2 separate regions of the Oryctolagus cuniculus genome follow, and region 2 is linked to region 1. Evidence: chromatin contacts called from public Hi-C data. All regions are on one chromosome and are shown on one strand. The core of a region is the stretch at or near the end of the contact, and the rest is flanking DNA. Distances in the headings are between cores, read along the strand shown. Region 1 overlaps FOSL2 (FOS like 2, AP-1 transcription factor subunit). Region 2 has its middle 16 kb from the start of MRPL33.

The links. A called contact is a pair of places that touch in the nucleus more often than the background predicts.
Region 2: a contact with region 1 is called in a Hi-C map of embryonic fibroblasts, with 9 times the contacts expected there. The contact joins two enhancer-like sites. A contact is called at or near these places in 4 of 6 Hi-C or Micro-C datasets (ear pinna, embryonic fibroblasts, skin fibroblasts and 1 more).

The regions. Positions count from the first base shown.
Region 1 is chr2:174,537,486-174,542,555 of mOryCun1.1, forward strand. The region is part of intron 1 of FOSL2 (FOS like 2, AP-1 transcription factor subunit); the gene reads right to left. Among named protein-coding and RNA genes, the nearest start is that of FOSL2, 5.8 kb to the right of the region's middle. Within about 2 kb of position 2,421, at least 3 of the 8 cell types and tissues checked have an H3K27ac peak or open chromatin away from gene starts, as enhancers often do.
Region 2 is chr2:175,237,001-175,242,070 of mOryCun1.1, forward strand. No RefSeq gene overlaps it. Among named protein-coding and RNA genes, the nearest start is that of MRPL33, 16 kb to the left of the region's middle. Within about 2 kb of position 2,976, at least 1 of the 8 cell types and tissues checked has an H3K27ac peak or open chromatin away from gene starts, as enhancers often do.

The DNA.
Region 1 (5,070 bases), core at 1,171-3,670:
GGTGCAGTGAGGGCTCCCTCCACTCGTCTGATGAACAGGGGCCACTGTGGCCCAAAGCCCTCATCAGGCAAGCCAACCAGTCCTCACGGACTGCCCCGGACGGCCCTCGGCTCCTCTCCGAGGGAACGCCACGCCCGTCGGGGTGGAAACGTGGCTGCGCACCCAACCGTTCCCCAGAGCTCGCAGCATTACAAGCACCACAGCGGGTGCCCTGCCTCCCCCAGCCTCTTCTCAACGACACCAGCCTCCCTCTCTCGTGGGCTGCAGGAAAGCAGGGGAGACGAGACAGACCCAGGAGAAGATTTTGTGTCTTCTCTCTGGGGCCCAGGGGGCCAGGGTGGGGGTGGCACAGGCAGCTTCGCTTCAGTCGGGGCCGCTGCCAGTATTTTGAAACGTGGTGGCCACCAAAGTTATCACACACAGCTCGGGAGAGACCTGCCCGCACTGCTTCTCCCTTTTTCTTATGTTTCATAAGCCAGGGTGTGAGCGTTCTCAAAACCAGCATCTTTATTTCTGTTTTCACAGACAGAAAAAGAATCCGAGGCATAGGTATGTGCTGGCCCCGAAGGTGGCAGCTATGGGGCGCTCTGTCCCGGGGGACATTCTCCCGGCAGACTCCAGGACTCCGAGTCACATAGCTACCTTGGATCCAGCCTGACCACCCAGACTTTGTATGTCATGGCTTCCAAAGAGCTTTTGGTGAGGTCCAAATATCAAACTCACCCTTCAGAGGACAAAGATTCCTCACGAGGAAGATTTTCAGAAGAAATTCTAGAGAGCCATTCAACGAGAAGCCTCGCGGAGCCTCCCGGACCTGACCCACGGCCGCGGCCGCGTAGGCTTTGTCAGGGCCAGCAGTGATTAGGATGTGTTAGTTCCAGGGCGCTGCTATGACAGTGGAGAGGAAGAGGCAGACACCCCAGCTTCCCAGCCAGTCACCCTGAAGAATGAGACGGGCAGGAATACTCACACAGGAGTGGAAATGCATGCGGGGCCCGGCATAGGAACATTCAGCGGCCACTCAGACAATACTTGACTGCTGTTTCACCCCATTCACTTTGATGAAAAAGTGGAGCTGACTTCCACCACCAAGAATCAGCGGAACAGACAAATTCCTGGGATAACATTTTGTTTGATCCTAATCTACAACATCTGTCAGATCAAGGCAAAAGAAAAGAAAGCACCCAGACCCTTACTCTACACCCCCACCTCCCCTCCAGCTCTATATGACACCCCCTCCCCAACACAAACACATCAAGAAAACAAGCCTTGGGAATTTGAAAACATCGTGCTGGCATCCTAGGGAACACACAGACACCAATGGAGGGAAAGAAAAAAAGCACTCCTGTTTCAATCTGGTTTTATTTAGAGCAAAACAAAACAAAACAAGAAACTCATTTTGGAGTCATGAAGTTCCTAGTTGGCCACTGTTCCATAGATGGCATTTATTTGTCCCTAATTGAAAAGAAAAAAAAATATCCTAAGAATTCTGAAAACGAACCAAGTGAACACTCTGGGGCTGGAAAAATACATCCCCGAGAGAGTGCTTCTGAAAACCTCCTGTAGGGGGCACTAGAGAGGTGTGAGTGAGGCTGGCTTGGGAATGGCAGTCATTTCTGGTAAAAGTTCTTTGATGTGAGGAATGTCCCAGCCTGGTACAGTTGGCAAAAGTTCACTCCGGGGAATTTTGTGTGTGTGTGCGCGTGTGTGTGTGTGCGTGTGTGTCTGTCTTGGGAAAGGGTGGTTAAGGAAGAGAGTAGTCTGCTATTCCTTGGTTCCAAAAAGGAAACAGCACCCTCTTTCCTCCTTGATTTATTTTCGCAAGTTATCTGAGAAACAGACAAATAGCAGCCTTGGAAAAGTTCTGGGTCTTGTTTTTGTTTTGCTTTTTCATTAAGAGGGGGCCCAGCTGATGAAAACACGTTATGAAATGACCTGTGTTTGTGTAACCGGCTGGATTGCGTAATGCCCAGGCCCTGACTCCACAACCGTCCAGCAGCTGAGCAGGGCATATATCTGGGAGGTGTTTTCCTAGGAAAGTTAGGAGCGAGACAACAACAACAAAAAGAAAAAGGCCGGGAGGGGGAGGTGTGTGCCACCAGGACCGACAGAACAAAATCACCAATGACCACGCTTTGAGATTAAAACTACAACTGGAACAGGAAATATTTTTCATGCTTTAAGTTCCTGCCATCTACAAGAACAGAAGCTTTAACAAAGAGTTGTCTGCTCCCTCCCACCCTGCCCCCAACCCCACTGGCTTTGGAAGTCACGGCCATGTGTGAAGATCCAGCCTTGGGTAGCTACGGGGGAGAGGGAAGCAACAGACTTATGGGGAAGACTGCAGCCCTCCCAGAGAGACACCTGGGGAAAAACAATATGCACTTGTTCAAGGAGAAAAACCAGAGCAGTGTCTTGGGCTGACTGGTCCCTGGTGATGCCATAAAGCAGCAAGGCCCATCTACTGCCAGAAAGTCTCCCAGTAAAGGAAGCTGAGAGAAATAAAGTGATTATAGGTTTTATCTGGTGTATAATAAAGTTACCTGGAGCCTGGGATCGGGTGGGGTCATGGTACAGACCTGCTAAGTAACAAAGGCCTCTGAGGTCAGCCCTTGGGACCACAGAATTCTGTTCAAAGTGGGGCGACCATGGAAAAGTCCTCCCCTGCCCACAACCGCCAAGCGCCAAGGAGCGGCGGACTGAGAAACTCAGCCGAAGCAGCATTCCCTTGCCAAGGCTCTGGTCTGAAACACGCCTCGCTCCCGCTGCCGGGCCCATCGGGCAGGCGTCTGAGAACCCCGTGCACTGGTTGTTGCTAATTGCAAAATCCTCATGTGTTACAGCATGCCAGGAATTAGCCAACAGCTGCTTTTTGCTTCGGTAATGAGGCCCCATTACACTGCTGGACGGACTTCTCTTCCTTCTTCCTAGCACTGGTTTCCTGTCTGATTTTCTTCCAAAACAGGGAATCGCCTCGGCTCACATCCTGGGCTCGAAGCCCTAGTGACACAGATTACTCAGTTGGGGCACTGATGTCCGGTCTGACTTCCCATCCAGGCCCCGGGGTCTGAGCGAGGCCAGGCAGCGAGACAGGCTGTAATATTTCAATGATCGCTGGCACCCATGTGTTGGCCAAAGGGACAGAGAAGCAACCTGAAGACCTCTTCCTGATTCGGGGAGCGGGAGGTGAGGAGGGGGCTGTTGGGGGTCCTGTTGACCGGGAGTGAGGGACTGGGCATATAAATGGCCCCAGTCCCTAATGATATTTGAACTCAACAACAACCCAGGGAGTTGGGAAGCAAACTTAACCAACAATCTTTCAGATAAAATGTTCCATGAATTACCTTGGTGTACCCTCAATGATTATGGGTGCCTATGGGGAACCTGGAAAGAACCCAGAAAAGCCATTTGGGGGACTCAGCAGGTCTGAGGAATCGCTTTGGGACGAGGGAGCCCTCCTCTGATCCAGAAGAGAGCCCTGTTCCCACTCTACCTTCCCCGCTCCGCTCCCCCCTCCCTGCACACCCACAGCAGCCCCTCCTGTCTGGCTGGCTTCAGAGGCGGAGGCCAATGCCCCGGCCTTACCCAGCGACTCCTGCTGCAGCCAACTTGGCTAGGGACTCCACAGACGCCGACCAAAGTGGCTTCAAGTGGCAGTGGGCCTGGGAGGGGGCGTTCACCCAGCTCCCCCAAGGGACAGAGCCGGCGAGGGGGGGGGGCTGCTGCTGAGGGCAGGCTCCCCACAGGCACCCTTCTGGTATTTATAGGCACAGAACAGACACAAACCCTCCGGTGCAAACCAGTCCGGCTGCTTTAGAAACAAGTTGTTTTTCTGCTTCCCGAACCACCCAGGGTCCTAAGTGATGTCTCTTTCCCCCATCCCTCTCCACTGGCCACCTGGCTCCAGGTACCCCCAGAACCTCAAGGTGCTCCTTCCTCCCCACGGGGCACACTTCCAATCAAAGGCGGCCTCTTCCTTCCTGATTCCCAGCGCAAACCCTCGCCTCTTGAAGGAACCCAACAACCATGTTTCTGAGTCCCCGACCTCTTGGAGAAAGGAGCTAAGTCGGATGCAGAACGGAAGACGGGAGGGAGAGGGGTTCCCCACGGGACTAGGGTCCCCGGGCGCCGCGAGCGGCCGGCGGGTGCCAAGATCTTTTCGTGGGTCCACCCTGGAGACAGAAGGGGGAAGGGGACCGGGTGTTCTTGGAAGGAGGTAACAGGTTCCCCGGGCGTGGGGGCTGCCATTCCAGGAGCCCGTCTGCGTAGCATGTGCGGTGAATGAAAGCGTTTCAAGTCCAATCTCCGCTCCAGTTTAAAATGGGGGGAGGGGGATAGGACAGGACGAAAATCCAGAACTTACAACAGTGGCCCGCACAGGTTATTTTCTCACCAAGCCGAGAAAGGGGAAAGCGAGCAACAAGGAGGCACTGGTGGTGAGAAGAGGGCGGGGGTCCGCCCGCGCCGCCAGGTGCACCCGGGGCCCGCACCTACCTGCTGGCCGCCACCGCCGCTGGAGTAGGACTCGGCGTGCGCAGGAGAGCCGCTGCTGCCCCGGGACGAGGTGTCAAAGTTCCCGGGATAATCCTGGTACATGATCCGCGGTGGGGGCCGGAGAGGAAACAGGGTGCTCTTCTTCCCCCGCCCTCGCCGCGGCCGCGCACCGGCTGCTGCGCGCTCGCTCGTCCGCCGGCCGCGCCGCGGGCTCCGCTCTCGGCTCCCGGGCTTTCAGCCCCGGCGGCGGGCGCGGACGGGGAGGCGGCGACACGCCGGGAACCGCGTCCCCCGAGCGCTTCGTACCGCACTTCTTCCCTGCTCCGAGAGCGCCGCGAGACCAGTTGTCCACACGGTCCCTCCCTCTAAAAAGTCGGCGCCGCTCTCGGTCCCTCCCCTGCGCGCGCCCTCCCGCCCCCGCGCGCAGCCGGAGCCGGGTCGGGACCCACGGCTCGCGGCAGAATCGGAAACGAACAAAGACTCGGAGCCGGGCGAGCCTCGCCTGCGGGCTCTGGGGACCTCCCCTCGATGGCAGGCAGGGCCAAAAAGACGAAAAGAAAGGCTGCCCGCCTGGAG
Region 2 (5,070 bases), core at 1,726-4,225, 700 kb after region 1:
GCAGAGTGGACAGTGAGAGAGAGAGAGAGACAGAGAGAAAGGTCTTCCTCTTTCCGTTGGTTCACCCCCAAATGGCCGCTTTGGCAGCGCACTGCGCTGATCTGAAGCCAGGAGCCAGGTGCTTCTCCTGGTCTCCCATGCGGGTGCAGGGCCCAAGGACTTGGGCCATCCTCCACTGCCTTCCCGGGCCACAGCAGAGAGCTGGCCTGGAAGAAGAGTAACCGGGACAGAACCGGCGCCCCGACGGGGACTAGAACCCGGTGTGCCGGCGCTGCAGGCGGAGGATTAACCTAAGTGAGCCGGGGCGTCGGCCCTGGCAGTTGCATTTCTAACAGCATGCTGGCCCCAGTCATCCACCTTAACCCAGCCACAAGAAATGGGGAGGAGCCAGGCCGCTCAGAACCCTCCCCTAGAAGGCTTGGGAGAGACGGGAAAAGGCTGCATCTACGCATGCCTGAGACTTGGTCCCTGGCCACTGCGTCCTGAGGGCTTGTGTCCTAAAAATGAGAATGGGGGTTGGTGGGGGGAGAAACACAAGGATGCCTGCAGTCTGTTAGTACTCAGGGACTGACTGACCTCACGATGGCAGCTGCCACCTGGCACGCTGGCATCCCATTCCAGAGCCAGTGAGAAAGCCGGCTGCTCCACTTCCTATCCAGGTCCTCGTTACTGGGCCGGGGGAACCAGCAGAAGATGGTTGGAGTGCTGGGTCATTCACCCACATGGGAGACCTGGATGGAGTTCCAGGCTCCTGGCTTCAGCCGGTCCCAGCCCCAGCCATTTAGGAAATGAACCAGCAGATGGAGGATTTCTCTCTCTCTCTCTCTCTCTTTCTCTCTCTCTCTCTCATACATAAAATATTAATGGCAGCTTCCTGAGCAGATGGGTCCCTGAGGTGGCTGCTCTGATCCCCAGCTGCAGACAGGAGGCAGCGCCCTCCACAGGTCCTGAGACAACTCTGACCCACCAAGGGGAAGCACACAACCTGCTTTCATTTGCCTGTGAAGCAAGAGTCTGGGGAGCTTCAGATGGTTTTGATGCCGTGTGGCGGGCAGCCAGAAGGAAAGGCAAGTCCCCGTCACGTCTGGTTTTGGGGACACTGAGCCATTTGAAATGAAGGAGGCAAAGCTTTCACAAGGTGTCTTCTCTGACTTGGAAATAATTGGGCCTGGTTTAATTTGGTGCACGGTGAAGTTACAGAGCTACGTGATGGCTCAGTGTGCTTTGCAGTTCCCAGAGTCACTAATTAGCTCTATGACTTACAGGTTAATGAGATAAAACATTTATAAATCAAGTTGATGGCTGATGCAAGGAGAAAGCCCCCAACTCTGGCTCTACCACACTAACGCTTTACAATCTCATTCTTTCCCGTGGTCAAATTGATTATGTATGAATGTATACGAACAAATGTACAATCATAAAATTCATGCTTCAATTATAAACTACCTTGCCCAAGTCGCCCTTCTAAATTTATTCAACACCAATAAGAAAGTTGATCGTTAATTAATTATTAACAAAAGTAATCCCGCCAGTATGAACTGATGTGGTGAAAGGTTTAGGTGCGAACCTTCCCACAGAGCAAACGTCTATCTGGTACGTTCAAACAACACGTTCCTGAAAATCTGCACGTAAAGTAAACCTCAGAAATAAAACTGCAGGTTTCACTCACTGAAACGACTGGGGAGCCTGGGGCTTAGAGACTTGGGGTGACCCCTGTGATGCACAGGACTCTGTCCCGTCTCCATGCTGCACCTGTGTCAGGCCGGTCTCCCTGTGGTTACGAGCACAGGCCCACAATACCTTGGCTTGACCACTTTTCTAGCTCTGCCTCCTTGGGCAAGTTTAAAGGCTCCATGCCTCCATTTCTGCATCTCTAAAGTGTGGATAAGACAGACTCTTACCTCCTACAGCTTTTCTGAGAATGAAACATGGTAACGGGTAACAGGAGTGAATGTGGTAACAGGGCCAGGCACAGTTAGTGCTCCATCAGTTGCAATGATGACAGGTGGAGTGGCACCTAAGTGTTCAGACTTGCCTCCCCGCGTCTTTTGCAGAGAATCTGCAGTTTTGAAATATGGTGTAGTAAAACCAAGACCTTTGCCATCTGCAATGGATACAGTTGCACATCGTCAAGCTTGGCCTTTTGGAGTGCACTGTTCCTTTTGGATACTTCTCTTTCCTCCCTCACAGAATCTTTTTTTCTAAGTTAGAAGATTAAAAGATCCCTGCTGGGGCTGGTGCTGTGGCGTAGCAGGTTAAGCTGCCACCTGTGACACGGCATTCTATATGGACGCTGGTTCATGTCCTGGCTGCTCCACTTCTTATCCAGCTCCCTGCTGATATGCTGGGAAGGCAGCAGAGGATGGCCCAAGTGCTTGGGCCCCTGCACTCACACAGGAGACCTGGATGAAGCTCCTGGCTCCTGGCTTCAGCCTGGCCCAGCTCTGGTTATTGCGACCATTCTGGGAGTGACCAGCAGATGGAAGACCTCTCTCTCTCTCCTTCCTTGTGACTTCCAAAAGGAATAAACAAATCTCAAAAAGGAAGGAAAAAAGCAAGCAAGCCCAGGCAGTCTTCCGGTCCTAGTTGGCAGCTTTGGTGGCACAGAGGAAATTTCTAGATCTTCCGACTCTCTGATCCTTCCGGCTGGCCCCATTTCCTCCTGGAACAGCGCGTGGGAAGCACGAGCTGATGGAGGCAGAATCTCAGAACAGCCATCCCCCTGCCGGGTGCCCGCTCTGTGTACATTCCCAGCAGGTAAGCGCGGTCACTTTAGCTGCAGGTCACAGAGCACAAGACGGTAGCTGAGGGTGAGCGATCACTCTCAGCCCTGCTGCTCAGAGCTCTGCTGTTCCTTGAGTCAAAAGCAGAAAGGGTCAAGGAAAGAAGAGGAAGTTGAAACTCTACAAAGAGCAGGGCCGTGCAGCTGCAGTCCAACTTGGCCCAGCCCTACTGACCTTGCCTTTGTCCTCGAAGAACAAGACAAGCTTTGGACTGCCGATTGCATCAGTTGTTACCCATCTGCGCCTCCCTCCTCCACCCCCGGAAGTGGTTAGGAGGATTAAGTAACAGTTTCTGAGGCAATCAGGCGGGGAGGTGGGAGGTATGGAGACTATCTCACTCCTTCCACCCAGGCCCCACCCAATAGACTCTGCTCAAATTCAAGTCCATGAAGGGCAAGTAGGCATCTGCGCCAGGGTCGTCCCCACGGTCCCAAGACGGCCAGTAATCCCTTCTCTCCCTACCTGGGCACGGGTGGGGCGATGTGTAGGACTTTTGAATCTTCTGTTTTGGCCAAGGTGAGACCCAGAACCTCAGATTGTTAGAGACAACAAGCCGATGTTGTATTTGACAAACAAGACCCAGAGAAGTGAAACGACTTGCTGGAGGGCCCATAGCTCAAGTGCATCCGTGTGCCCAGACCACAGCTCTCATCTGTTCTCCTGCACAGTGAACAACCAAAGGAGCAGAGTGTTCAGACTTCCGGTCCTTGGATGGAAGACAGCACCAGAAGGGAGCGTTCAGTGGTTAATGAGGTCACATTTAGGCTGGGCAGTAGGATGCACGGGAGATTCTTAGAAGTGAGGTTTATAGCACAGCCGTTACAGAGAATAGGATGGAGGCTCCTCCAAAAACTCAGCGCAGGTCTAACGTCTGACCCAGCCACCCCACTTCTGAGCGTCTCTCTGAAGGAGCAGGAAGGAGATCTCTGCACTACGAATTCCTTGCAGCACTATTCACAACAGCCAAGATAGGGAGTCAGCTAGATGCCCGTCAATGGACGAATGGGTAAGGGAGACGTGGGATGGACACACAGTGAAGAATGATTCGTCATTAAAAAGAAATCCAGGCATTTGCAGCAAACTGGCCAGAACTGACATCCTTATATAACATGAAGTGAGCCAAACCCAGAAGGACAAGCACCATGTATTATCTATCATATGTGGACGTCTTCAGTCCAGGTCTTGATGGAAAGCAGGCCGGTTGCAGGCTGAGGTGAGAGAGCAGCACGTTCTGGAACACGATGGAAACCCAACAGGCCTGCACCTAGCCCAGGCCTCTAGGGCTGCTGAAGCAGAGAAGCAGGGGTTTCAGGCTGAACTGAACTAGTAGGACCAATTACGGGGGCCGGGCGACAGCCAGTAGTAGCATGGATGTCCAGAGTACTGGGTTGAGACCAGAAACTACTCATGGTGTATACGGATTTAAAGAGAGTATTAGAAGTTAGATGTGAACGCAGATTCACACAGATACTACTCGGCAATGTGCACCCCAATGTGCAGTTCCACTGGTAATCCATGGAGTGGCCCGCTTCCCGGGTCTGCTACCACTGAGACACGCGCCTCCGTGAGCCTCAGCTGATGAGGGGTCTGAGCTGGCTCCTCCTCTTCCCACGGCGCTTGTCTAAAAACCACTGTCTTAGGCCCCTAACCTAAGAGCTGCTGGTGACTTCCGGTGTCCTGCAGTTTTGGGCTTCTTCTGAGCCCTGGAAACCTGGTGCTGAAAGTATGACACGGACTTGATGGACACTCGGGCCTTTTGGCACCTGCTATTTTGCTGAAGGTGACGTGTTCTTTGACCAGCGTCGGGGACTACCCACAGTCTCATAACCTTTCTGAACGCGAGCTTGCTCATGTTCTCATGCTGCCACCCAGTTCCTGGGAGATCAAAAATTTCCTGTCCATGGTGGGGATCTGGCACCACAGTTAAGCTGCCAATTAAGATGTCCATGTCTTGTACCAGAGGACGTGAGTTCCAGTGCTGGCTTCGGCCCCCCATTCCAGTTTCCTACCTGCACCCTGAGAGGCAGCAGGTGATGGCTCAACTGGCTGGGTTCCTGCCCCCCATGTAGGACACCTGGATTGAGTTCCCAGCTCCTGGCTTTGACCTTGCCCAGCCCCAATGTTGTGAGCATTTGGGGTGAAACAGTGAATGGGAGTGCTCTTTCTCTTTCTATCTCTGCATCTTATATTTAAAAATATATATAAATTCTAATCACCTCTCTGATTAAAGTTTAACTTTTAAAAAAAGGTGTATTTGCTTGTTTATTTGAAAGGCAGAGTGACAGTC